Linked DNA regions of Pan troglodytes: all the other regions are linked to region 2. The links are chromatin contacts, called in public HiChIP or PLAC-seq maps. All regions are on one chromosome and are shown on one strand. The core of a region is the stretch at or near the end of the contact, and the rest is flanking DNA. Distances in the headings are between cores, read along the strand shown.

Region 1 (3,307 bases), core at 104-2,603, 230 kb before region 2:
GACCCCAGACCCGTGACAGAGAGCCACCTGGACATGCCAGGCCACAGCACTGGGCCACCTTTCCAGTGTGAAACAGGGCTTTAAAAGCCAGCGCTGAGCTCGGCCACCTCTTGACCTTCTGAACGGCTGTGGTTTCCAAACACAGATGGACAACCGGGCCGGGCGCAGGGGTGGCCTACTCACCTGGGGGCGAACTCCTTCTGGCACATGGGGCAGCTGCGCAGGGCCGCGGCACCCTCCACAGACGGCTGCTGCTCCACCCTGGGGGCCCTGCAGGGATCAGGTGCCGGGCGCTGGGGCAGGGACCTGGCGGGGGATTCCAGGTGCCCTCCTGCCCCGTGAAGCAGCCGGTAGGAACGGCCCGGGCCCCACAGGTCCGGCGGAAAGGGTGTCCAGGAAAAGGTCTTGGTTCCGACAGTGAAGACTTCAGTGGGCTCCGGGCCGCACCTGGGCTCCTGCAACACAGAGTTGTTGGGCCTTGCCCAGCGGTGGCTCCCGCCCTGGAAACCCCTCCACCGCTACGATGGGCCCGGTGGGCACACCTGTCCTGGGAAGGCGGGCAGTGAAGGCACCTCGTGATCCAGGATCAGCTCCGGGCTCACCGTGCGCAGTAGCTCGGCCCAGAGCCGCTCCCGCTCCTCACCCCCCAGGAGAAACCAGGGGCGGCCGCCAGAAGGCCTGGGGCAGACAGAGGGGGCAGACAGAGAAGGCAGACAGGGGGTACTCAGTAGGGGAAACGCTATGGTGGGGGAGACCCGGGAGGGCCTGGGGCAGAGACAGCGGGGAGATGGGGGGTACTAGAGGGAAATTCGATGGTGCGGGAGGTGGCCGGCAGGGTTGGGGGAAGGGCTGCTGGGGCAGACAGTGCGGAGATGAGGGGTACTGGGGGTGGGGGAGCGGGGTGGGTGGGTGGAAATATGGGGTCCTCAGCGGGATGAGGCGATGGTTGGGGAGATTGCGGAGGGCCTGGGGAAGATAGAGGGTTAGATGGGGGGGTGCTCAGGGGAGACGCGATGATGGGAGAGGCGCGGGAGGGCCTGGGGCGGCGCGGGGGAAGCTCGAGGTGGGGTGGGGGCTCAAGGCGGGCGCTGAATGGCGGCGCGGGGTGGGGCGACGGGCGTGGGGGCCGGGCCCGGGGGCAGGGAGCCCTCCCCACGGGACGAATAGAGCGGGAGGCCCGCGGGGGCGCCGGGAAGCACGTGGGAGCGGGAAAACCGGCCGCGCCCCCGCCCGGCCCCCGGCCTCACCCGCCCGCCGCGGGCGGCCTCCGGCGGCTCAACCCCAGCCGCGGCCTCCGCGCCGCCTCCATCCAAGCCCGCGCCGGGCGGAAGTGAGCGCAAGCCCCGCCCCCGCCCCTCCAGGCCCCGCCCCCGCCCCAGGCCCCTCCTCCAGACCTCTGCAGTGAGGCCGCCCCCCTCCGAGGCAGTCGGAACCCCAGGGGCCCTGATCCCAGCCTGTAGGGAAACTGAGGCCAGGGTTCCTTCGTCCTGCACCGCACAGGGGGGCCTGGCGTGAGGGTGGGGGGCCCAGGTGGGGGAGCCCCGCCCGTGTCCCCTTTCCCGTCCGGGCAGCCCCCGGGCCGGAGCCCCCTCCGTTACCCCGATGGCTGCCCGGCCCGCCCCGGCACCTGCCTCCTCCCGGCTGCACCCAACAGCTCCCGCCCCCGTTTCCGGCTCTGCGGAGCCGCCTCTCCTCCCAGGACCATTCCAGGAGTAAATAAAGCTTGAAATCCGCCGTCGCCACCACCGTTTCTTTACAAAAGGCGGGGAACTCAAGCTCCTTAACCAAGAAACCAGAGGCGAAGTGACAAAGTCCAGGTGACTCACTTGGGCCTCAGGGGCCTGGGCCAGGGGCCTGGGCCAGGGCCCTGGGGGCAGCTGAGGGGCTTTCCTGCCTGGACCCCGGGCTCTGCGACCTCAAAGTCGGCCACGTGGTGGCAGCAGCTGCCCAGGCACCCTGGTGCCACACTTGGCTGTGCCCAGTGCCCCATGGGCCCAGGCCACTTGCCTCTCCCTCGGCCCTGCTGGGCCCTGGAGTGGCTGCCACCCTCACGGAAGGAGTGGGGTCTACAGAGATCAGGGTCAGGGGCCCTCACCAGACGCCACTCGGGGCTCTGGGACTCCTTGGCAGTTTCTGCCCTGCCCAGCCCCAGAAGCTTTGGGGCTATGCTGGGCACCCCTCCTGCAGGGCTCCCTGGCTGTTCCTACCCCTCACCTGGCCCCTCCCAGCCCCCAGTCGTCTGTGCCCTCCCTCCAGAACTCAGCTGTGGAGCCCGGCCCTGAACCCAGGCCACCCGAGTGGCCCACCGTCCTTCAAGGGGCCCCAGCCTGGAGGCCATGGGTTGGTGTTCAGGGAAAGGGTCAGCAGCAGGGCCTGGACTGGGAGGTCCCCCTCTCCCTGCATGAGTGGTTTTCTTCCGCACACGTTCCTGCTCTAGATGCGGGAGGCCCCCAGCAGAACAAGATGGAGGCACCAACCCCCAGGCCCTGCGACTTGAGTGAGCAGATGGAGATGCAGTGCTGAGTGCTGCCCGGGCAGGGGGAGGGGGCCTGGGGGAGCTGCTGCAGGCAGTGTGGTCTCAGGGGGCCCTGTGGGAGGTAGCCTGTGGCTGGGCCTGCTCTCAGGCGAGAGAAGCCCAGCCGTGGGGTCTCCGCAGCCCCACGTCCAGCAAATGGCAGGTGCCAGCTGACCAAGCGCTCTCAGACAGCCAGTGTCCAGGGCTCCCCGACAGTCCTGGCTGCCCTGGCTTCAGCTCCGAGCTTCTGGGTCTTTCCTGGAAATGTCACCATGGTCTGCAGGAGGGCCTTGGGTACTTCCAGGAAGACTGGTCCCAGCCTCCCAAGACAGGAGAAAAGGCCAGGCCCAGCAGCCCATGCCTGTAATTCTAGGACTTGGGGAGGTCCAGGCAGGCAGATTGCTTGAGCCCAGGAGTTTGAGACCAGCCTGGGCAACATGGCAAGACCTTGTCTCTATAAATAAAAAATTAGCTGGGCATGGTGGCATGTGCCTGTGGTCCCACCTACTTGGGTGGCTAAGGTGGGAGGATCACCTGAGCCCAGGGAGGTGGGGGCTGCAGTGAGCCAAGATCGTGCCACTGCACTCTAGACCCCAACTCAAAAAAAAAAAAAAAAAATAGGCCAGGTGTGGTGGCTCAAGCCTGCAATCCCAGCACTTTGGGAGGCCAAGTCGGGAGGATCACTTGAGGCCAGGAGTTTGAGACCAGCCCGGCCAACATGCAGAAACCCCATCTCTACTAAAAATACAAAAATTAGCCGGGCATGGTGGTGCACACCTTTAATCCCAGCTA
Region 2 (3,408 bases), core at 180-2,679:
TCCTGTCCCATGGCACTGTTCCTGTGGCCACGACACCCCCACCACTGGGCTCTAGTGCCACTGCTCCCTGAAACGTTCTGCTGGGAGTTCATGCCTTTAACGACTGCCTGCCCCACCCCCCAAAGACTTGATGGCTTTGCCTTTTTTTTTTGAGATGGAGTCTCACTCTGTTGCCCAGACGAGTGCAGTGGCACGATCTTGGCTTACTGCAACCTCCACCTCCCGGGTTCAAGTGATTCTGTCTCAGCCTCCCAAGTAGCTGGGATTACACGCACGCGCCACCACGCCCTGCTGATTTTTGTATTTTTAGTAGAGATGGGGTTTCACCATGTTGCGTAGACTGGTCTCGAACTCCTGACCTCAAGTGATCCACCCGCCTCGGCCTCCCAAAGTGCTGGGATTACAGGCGTGAGCCACCACACCTGGCATCTTTTTTTTTTTCGTTTTTTAATCGGTGATGGGGTCTGGCCCTGTCGCCCAGGCTGGAGTGCAGCGGCACAATCATGGCTCACTGCAGCCTCATCCCTCGGGCTCAGGCGATTCTCTTGCCTCAGCCTCCTGAAGAGCTGGGATTACAGATGCCGCCACCACGTCTGGCTAATTTTCAGATTTTTTGTAGAGACGGGGTCTTGCCATGTTGCCCAGGCTGGTCTCAAACTCCTGGGCTCAAGCGATCCTCCCGCCTCTGCCTCCCAAACTGCTGGGATGACAGGTGCTGCTTCATTGAGTACACTGGCTTCCGTACTCAGCTCACGGCCTGGTGAGGCAGGCAGGGCCTGGCTGAGCCTACACTGCGGTCAGCAGGGCGAGGGGCCTGGGCTGCTGCTCAGGCCTAGGAAAGGCCGGGGTCAGTGTGAACGGGACCGAGGTATGAGGCGTTCGCGCCGCGGGCGCTCTGACCCGTCTGCTCACAGGGGAGGATCGGAGGGAGGCTTGAAGCACTTGCCAAGGCCTCACACCTGGAGGGCACAGAGTCTTCCCCAGCCACTGGCGTCAGCTGGACCTGCCCTGAGCTGGGGACGGGAAGGGCTTGGGCGGGAACTGGAGGCCCACGCAGGTCCCCCGCGGTGTCTGCGGCCTGTGCCTCTGGCGCCACCTGGTCAGGGAGGGCAGGAGGTGCCCCGCACATCCCTGAATGGCCGCAGGGCAGGCGAAGGAGACTGCCGGGTCCCAGGTTGTGGGACGGGCCCAGGCGACCGTGACCACACACGGCAGACACCCCGCCTCCATGAGGGGCAACACCCCCTGGGCCGCTCGCGAGGACGTCCGGCCGCGCCCGGCCCTCACCCGCCAGGCTGTGCAGGGCGCCGCCCGCCGCGCTCCGCAGCCCACCGCGGTAGTACTCGTCCTTCTGCGCCGCGCGGATCACCTCCGGGGGGCTGGCGGCGGCCGGGGCCATGGCCGCGGGTTCGGGTGGTCCCGAGAAGCCACGCCGGCCACGCCCACGCCCAGACGGGCGAGAACTGATGACGGCACGACGTGGCTCTGCGTGCGGCGCAGACCTCTGCGTCAAGGTGCTGGGGCGGGGCCGGACTGGGGCTGGAGGCGGGGCCAGGGCCCGGGCGGAAGCGGGGCTGGAGTCCGAACCAGCGCAGCGCGGGGCGGGGCAGCGGGAAGATAGTCGGAGGCGCAGGGCGGGGCGGAGCGGGGCGGGGCCCGCGAGCCGAGGTGGGGGCGGGGCACGCGCGAGGGGCGCTGGCGAGGCAGCGGGACGGGCTCGCGGCCGCGTGGCTGCGGCGCCCCCGGGGTCCTACGCTGCCAGGGGCCCCTGCTCTGCTCCCTGCACGTCCACGGGCCGCCCTCCCACTGGGGACAGCGCTGCGGAGTGGAGACGCTGCAGGCCCATTTACGGCTGGGGAGACGGAGGCTTTCGCTTGGGTCTCCGGGAAGCCGAGCTCCCAGCGCCGGCCGCGGCGGTCCCGCCCTCGCGCCCTCTGAGCTGCGCGGGCTCTCAGCGCGGGTTGGCCAGTTCCGGGGAGCCGGTCGGTTTGGGGGCCAGAGGGGCACGAGGCGAGACCCGGGACCTTCCAGGCCCCGAGCAGCCGCCTTCCCCAGTAATCCTGAGCGAAAAGCACACGGCCGGCTTGTTGTGGACGCCCCCCTGGTGCCCACGGGAGGCAGGGCCTGGCGGGTGGGGGGCAGCCGGGAGGCCGCCGCGTGGTTCCAGGGCGGGCGGAAGGTGGCCTTCCACCCTCCACCCTCCACCCTCCACCCTGCCTGGCCTGAGCCCCGCAGGTGCTCTGGGGAACCACATCGCAGGCGCTCCGATCCCTCTGCTCCCAGGGGACGAGCGGAGGGAGGCCTGAAGCACTTGCCAAGGCCGCACACCTGGAGGGGACAGAACCTTCCCCAGCCGCTGGCCACAGCTGGACCTGCCCTGAGCTGGGGGCGGGAAGGGCTGGGGCGGGAACTGGAGGCCCGCGCAGGTCGCCTGCGGTGTCTGCGGCCTGTGCCTCTGGGGCCGCCTGGCCAGGGAGGGCAGGAGATGCCTGGCACATACCTGAATGGCTGCAGGGCAGGTGAAGGAGAAGGCCCTGTTTTTTGGCCCCAAGGGCAGCACTGGGCCCTGGAGAGTCCTGCAGGATTGCAGGAGGAAGGCAGGGCACGACAAGGGGGCGTCTGCGCCCCGCTGACCTCAGTGGGGAGGGCCTCCAGTTCCTTGCCTCACCTCTGGTTCCATCTACAGGAGCTCAGCTGTGGGATCATGCCCAGACTGGCACAGCCCAGTCACAAAGCCAGAGCCCCACCCTGCAGGAATGGCCCCTCTTACAGGGAAGGGGCATGGCCTGGGTGGCCCCGCCCCGCAGGCCCTCTGGCTACCAAACCTCCCAGCGCCCCCGCGCCCCTTTGGAGTTCTGACCCCGCGGGTGCACCCATGTCTCCTGGACACAGAGCCTGCCCTCTGATTGGGTTGAGCACCTTGGGCTGAACCCCTCATCCGTGGACCAGGCAACCTGGCATCGCCCACGTGGAGCCGCTGAGGTGATCATGTGTTCTGGTCAATGCTTAGATAACAGTTTGAGCTGCCGCTCTGGCCCCTGGGTTCATGGCTCCACGTCTGATTCTGAGGAGGAGGCTTCGGCTCCTTTGGATTCACACTGGGTTCTAGGATGGGCCCCTGACGGGAGGGCCTGCTCTAGGAGGCATCCCCCACCGCTGTCCTGGCTCAGGACTGCTTTCCCCACTCTTCTCATCTGCACCCTGGGCGACAAATCCCAGCCTCACAGTGGGAGGGGCCTGGGCAGGACCCGAAACAAAGTGTCCCAGTGTCTGCTGTTCCTGGGCAGGTGGGGCTTGGGGGTCCCCCACGGTTCAAGCCTTGGCTATAGGCCTTGGCTGGGCCTTGTAATGGCACCCGCGACCCTCAGTTGCCTCACTCACTGGGGCTTCGAAAGCCTCTCGTGCCCC
Region 3 (3,057 bases), core at 541-3,040, 180 kb after region 2:
CTAAGCGGCCACATGGGCTGGCCCTGCTATTTTCTTACGGCTTCTCAGCCTCCCAGCCACCTTCTGCTCTGCATCACTGGAGCTGGGAGGCTGCAAGCTCCTTTCCCACTCTCCTCTGCCCGTTGGCTTCCAGTGAGGCTCCTGCAGCGATGGCGCTGGTGGGAGATGCCAGGCGAGGAATTGATCTCGCATTCTCGTTTCTGGGAACGTCTCTGAAAATGGCTGAATCCCGTCTGGGATCCCAGCTCCCAAGGAGGCGGCAGCTTGCTCACTGCTTGCACAGCCCCAGACGGCAGAGGGGCCCTCTCCTGCACAGCCTGAGACAGTGGAGGGGCCCCCTCCAGCACAGCCCCAGAAGATAGAGGGGCCCCCTCCTGCACAGCCCGAGACAGTAGAGGGGCCCCCTCCTGCACAGCCTGAGACGGTGGGGGGGGGGGGGGCCCTTCCTGCCCAGCCCCAGATGGTAGAGGGGCCCCCTCCTGCACAACTCCAGAGGGTAGAAGGCCCCTCCTGCACAGCCCGAGACGGTAGAGGGGTAGTCCTGGTCTCTGGGGGCTGCACTCCTGGGCTCTGGAGCTGCCACAGCTTCTCCCTCCTCGTGCTTCCCCTTCCTCGTTTTGCTTTTTGCCCTTTCTGACATAGTAACGACTTCCGTTTCCCAGTCTGGACCTTCACCACCCCAGGGCGAGGGCACAGGCGAAGCAGCAGCACCCCCCCGGGCCTCCCTTTATTTGGAATACAGTGTGGGGGCTCCCCCTTCCTTCTCCAGCCCGCCCAGGCCCCTGGAGCTGTCCTGGGGCCTGGGGAGTGAGGACCCGTGCCAGCAGCACAGACTCTGCCAGGCTGGGCCCGCCCAGGTGGGAGCCCAGGCCGGGTAAAGCTGTGACCCAGCCCTCACCCCAACTCGGTGACAAAAGCTATCACAGGGCTGCAGTCGGGGAGGAACAGGACGCATCTGCCAGGCACCTGACCCGCAGTGCACTTCTGGGAGCTGTGCTTATCTCCCCGGGGTCTATTTCGCCCCAAGGTTTGGCGAGTTAAAAGCTGATATGCAACCGGCACGATATGAACAGTATTTTATGATTAAAGACATCGCGTCCATGTATAATTGAGATGCTGCCGCATTTGCGGGGATTTTCAAGCGAAAACCAGGCCACGTGGAAAGGCTAAGCCCTCGCACCACCCCCCCCCATCCCACTGCTGGGATCCCCGCCCCGCGGGAGACCCCGGCCCGCGGTCCCCTATGCCCGCGACCCCTGCGCTCACCCTCTCCCCTCAACCCTGAGTCCAGCCCAGTCTCGCGCGAGGCCGCAGGGAGACCCCCGCCGCTCCCTGGACCACCCCTGGGCCCACCGTACCCAGCCGCTCCCCGGCGCCCCCCGGGACCACCCCGAGCCGGCTGCCCGCCTCCCGCCGCATTCCGCACAGGCGCACCGCGCACCGAGGGCCGCACCGCCCAGCTCCGCCTGCTGCGCCAATGGCCGACGTGGTCCAAGTCGGCGGCCCAACGGAAAGGCGGGGCTAGGGGCGGGACCGGGACGCGGGACAGCAACTGTCCCGCAAGGCCCGGATTGAGGAGGCGGGAGGGACCCAAGCACGCGGACCCGGGATTTGGCGCCGCGATCTCGAGGCTTAGCCTGGAGTAGGAGGGGAAACAAGGCGGGACTAGGGGCGAATCCGAGGGGGCGGAGCAGGGCTCGGGGCGCGGTCGGGGGCGTGGCCAGAGGCGTGGCCGGGGCGCGCTGCGGCCATCTTGGGGGCGGGCCCGGGGCGGAGACGAGCCCGAAGGGGCGGGGCCTCGGCGGCAGCGAGAGAGGCGGGACCGGGGCATCTCGGGGCGGGGCTTGGGGCTGGATCTATGAGCCGGGAGCGGGGATCCAGGAGCGAGGAGCCGGGAGCGGGGAACCGGGAGTCAGGGAGCCGGGAACCAGGGCTGGCAGCGGCCGCCATGAGCACGGTGGACCTTGCCCGCGTGGGCGCGTGCATCCTGAAGCATGCGGTGACCGGGGAGGTGAGGCCGGGTGGACGCAGGGCGGTGGGCGCGTCCCTGGCTCCTTGCCCGGGCGTCCTGGCAGCGATGGGGTGGTGGGGGCCGCGGGGCTGGGGCGGGGCTGGGGGCAACGGGGCGCGCCCATGACCCAGCCGCCCGGCAGGCCGTGGAGCTGCGGAGCCTGTGGCGGGAGCGCGCGTGCGTGGTGGCCGGGCTGCGGCGCTTCGGGTGCGTGGTGTGCCGCTGGATCGCCCAGGACCTCAGCAGCCTTGCTGGACTCCTGGACCAGCACGGCGTGCGCCTGGTGGGCGTAGGGCCCGAGGCCCTGGGTCTGCAGGAGTTCCTGGACGGCGACTACTTCAAGGGAGGTGCGTCCTGTTCCCCGCCGCGGCGGCGCAGATACCCTTCCCTAAGCTCAGGGCGTTCGGGGCCCTTTCTTGCCCAACCCCGGCCCTTCTGTCTGCTGGAGCGGCCTTGATATGCCCACGGGTCAGCGTCCCTCATCTCTCCCTGCCTCCCCGCCCCGCAGCTGGTGGCTGGGTGGTGCCCTGCACAGACCTGGGCCCAGCAGCAGAGTCTGGACGAGCTCTGCCCCGCCGGCTCCACCTGTTGCCTCTGGGACTCAGCCCCTCTTCTGAGGGGAGGGGGGACACTCAGCCCCGTTTTACCCCTCCCGGCCCTGCGGGGGTGGGCTGAGCACGGAGGGTGGGCAGAGGAACAGAGGGTCGGAAGGAGGAGGGCGATTCTTGGTGGTGAGTGGGTTGGGGGCTGGTTCTGCTCCTGGGGCACACACATGTGGCTTCCGCTTTCCAGAGCTCTACCTGGATGAGAGCAAGCAGCTTTACAAGGAGCTAGGCTTCAAGCGGTGAGTGGGGGCGGGCACCCTTGGGTAGCGTGGGGTGGGGGACCCAGGGGTGCCCACCACTCCCTGCCACCTCCTCTCCCTGCTGCCCGCTGTGGTGCTGTCCACTCGGGCCTTCCTGGGCAAGGCGGCTCTGGTGGCACTGTTGACCAGCCCTTCTGCCAGGCCTTCTCTTGGGTGCTGGGTGACTGTAATGAGCCACCTC

The links. HiChIP or PLAC-seq counts read pairs in DNA pulled down with a chosen protein or histone mark.
Region 1: an H3K4me3 HiChIP or PLAC-seq map of stem cell-derived excitatory neurons shows a contact between it and region 2, with 4 times the contacts expected there. The contact joins the promoter of FAAP20 here to the promoter of PEX10 in region 2. A contact is called at or near these places in 1 of 7 Hi-C or Micro-C datasets (stem cell-derived neural progenitor cells) and 1 of 1 datasets of contacts at active chromatin or transcription factors (stem cell-derived excitatory neurons).
Region 3: a contact with region 2 is called in an H3K4me3 HiChIP or PLAC-seq map of stem cell-derived excitatory neurons, with 4 times the contacts expected there. The contact joins the promoter of PRXL2B here to the promoter of PEX10 in region 2. A contact is called at or near these places in 1 of 7 Hi-C or Micro-C datasets (stem cell-derived neural progenitor cells) and 1 of 1 datasets of contacts at active chromatin or transcription factors (stem cell-derived excitatory neurons).

What each region holds. Positions count from the first base shown.
Region 1 is chr1:229,805,762-229,809,068 of NHGRI_mPanTro3-v2.0_pri, reverse strand. It overlaps FAAP20 (FA core complex associated protein 20), which reads right to left and starts at 1,353. Exons shown (of 4, transcript XM_016952481.3): 1 at 1,248-1,353; 2 at 543-678; 3 at 184-455. The coding sequence starts at 1,309.
Region 2 is chr1:229,576,356-229,579,763 of NHGRI_mPanTro3-v2.0_pri, reverse strand. PEX10 (peroxisomal biogenesis factor 10) reads right to left here and starts at 1,429. Exons shown (of 6, transcript XM_063806042.1): 1 at 1-1,429.
Region 3 is chr1:229,397,109-229,400,165 of NHGRI_mPanTro3-v2.0_pri, reverse strand. It overlaps PRXL2B (peroxiredoxin like 2B), which reads left to right and starts at 1,790. Exons shown (of 7, transcript XM_001151207.5): 1 at 1,790-2,011; 2 at 2,154-2,358; 3 at 2,804-2,855. The coding sequence starts at 1,859.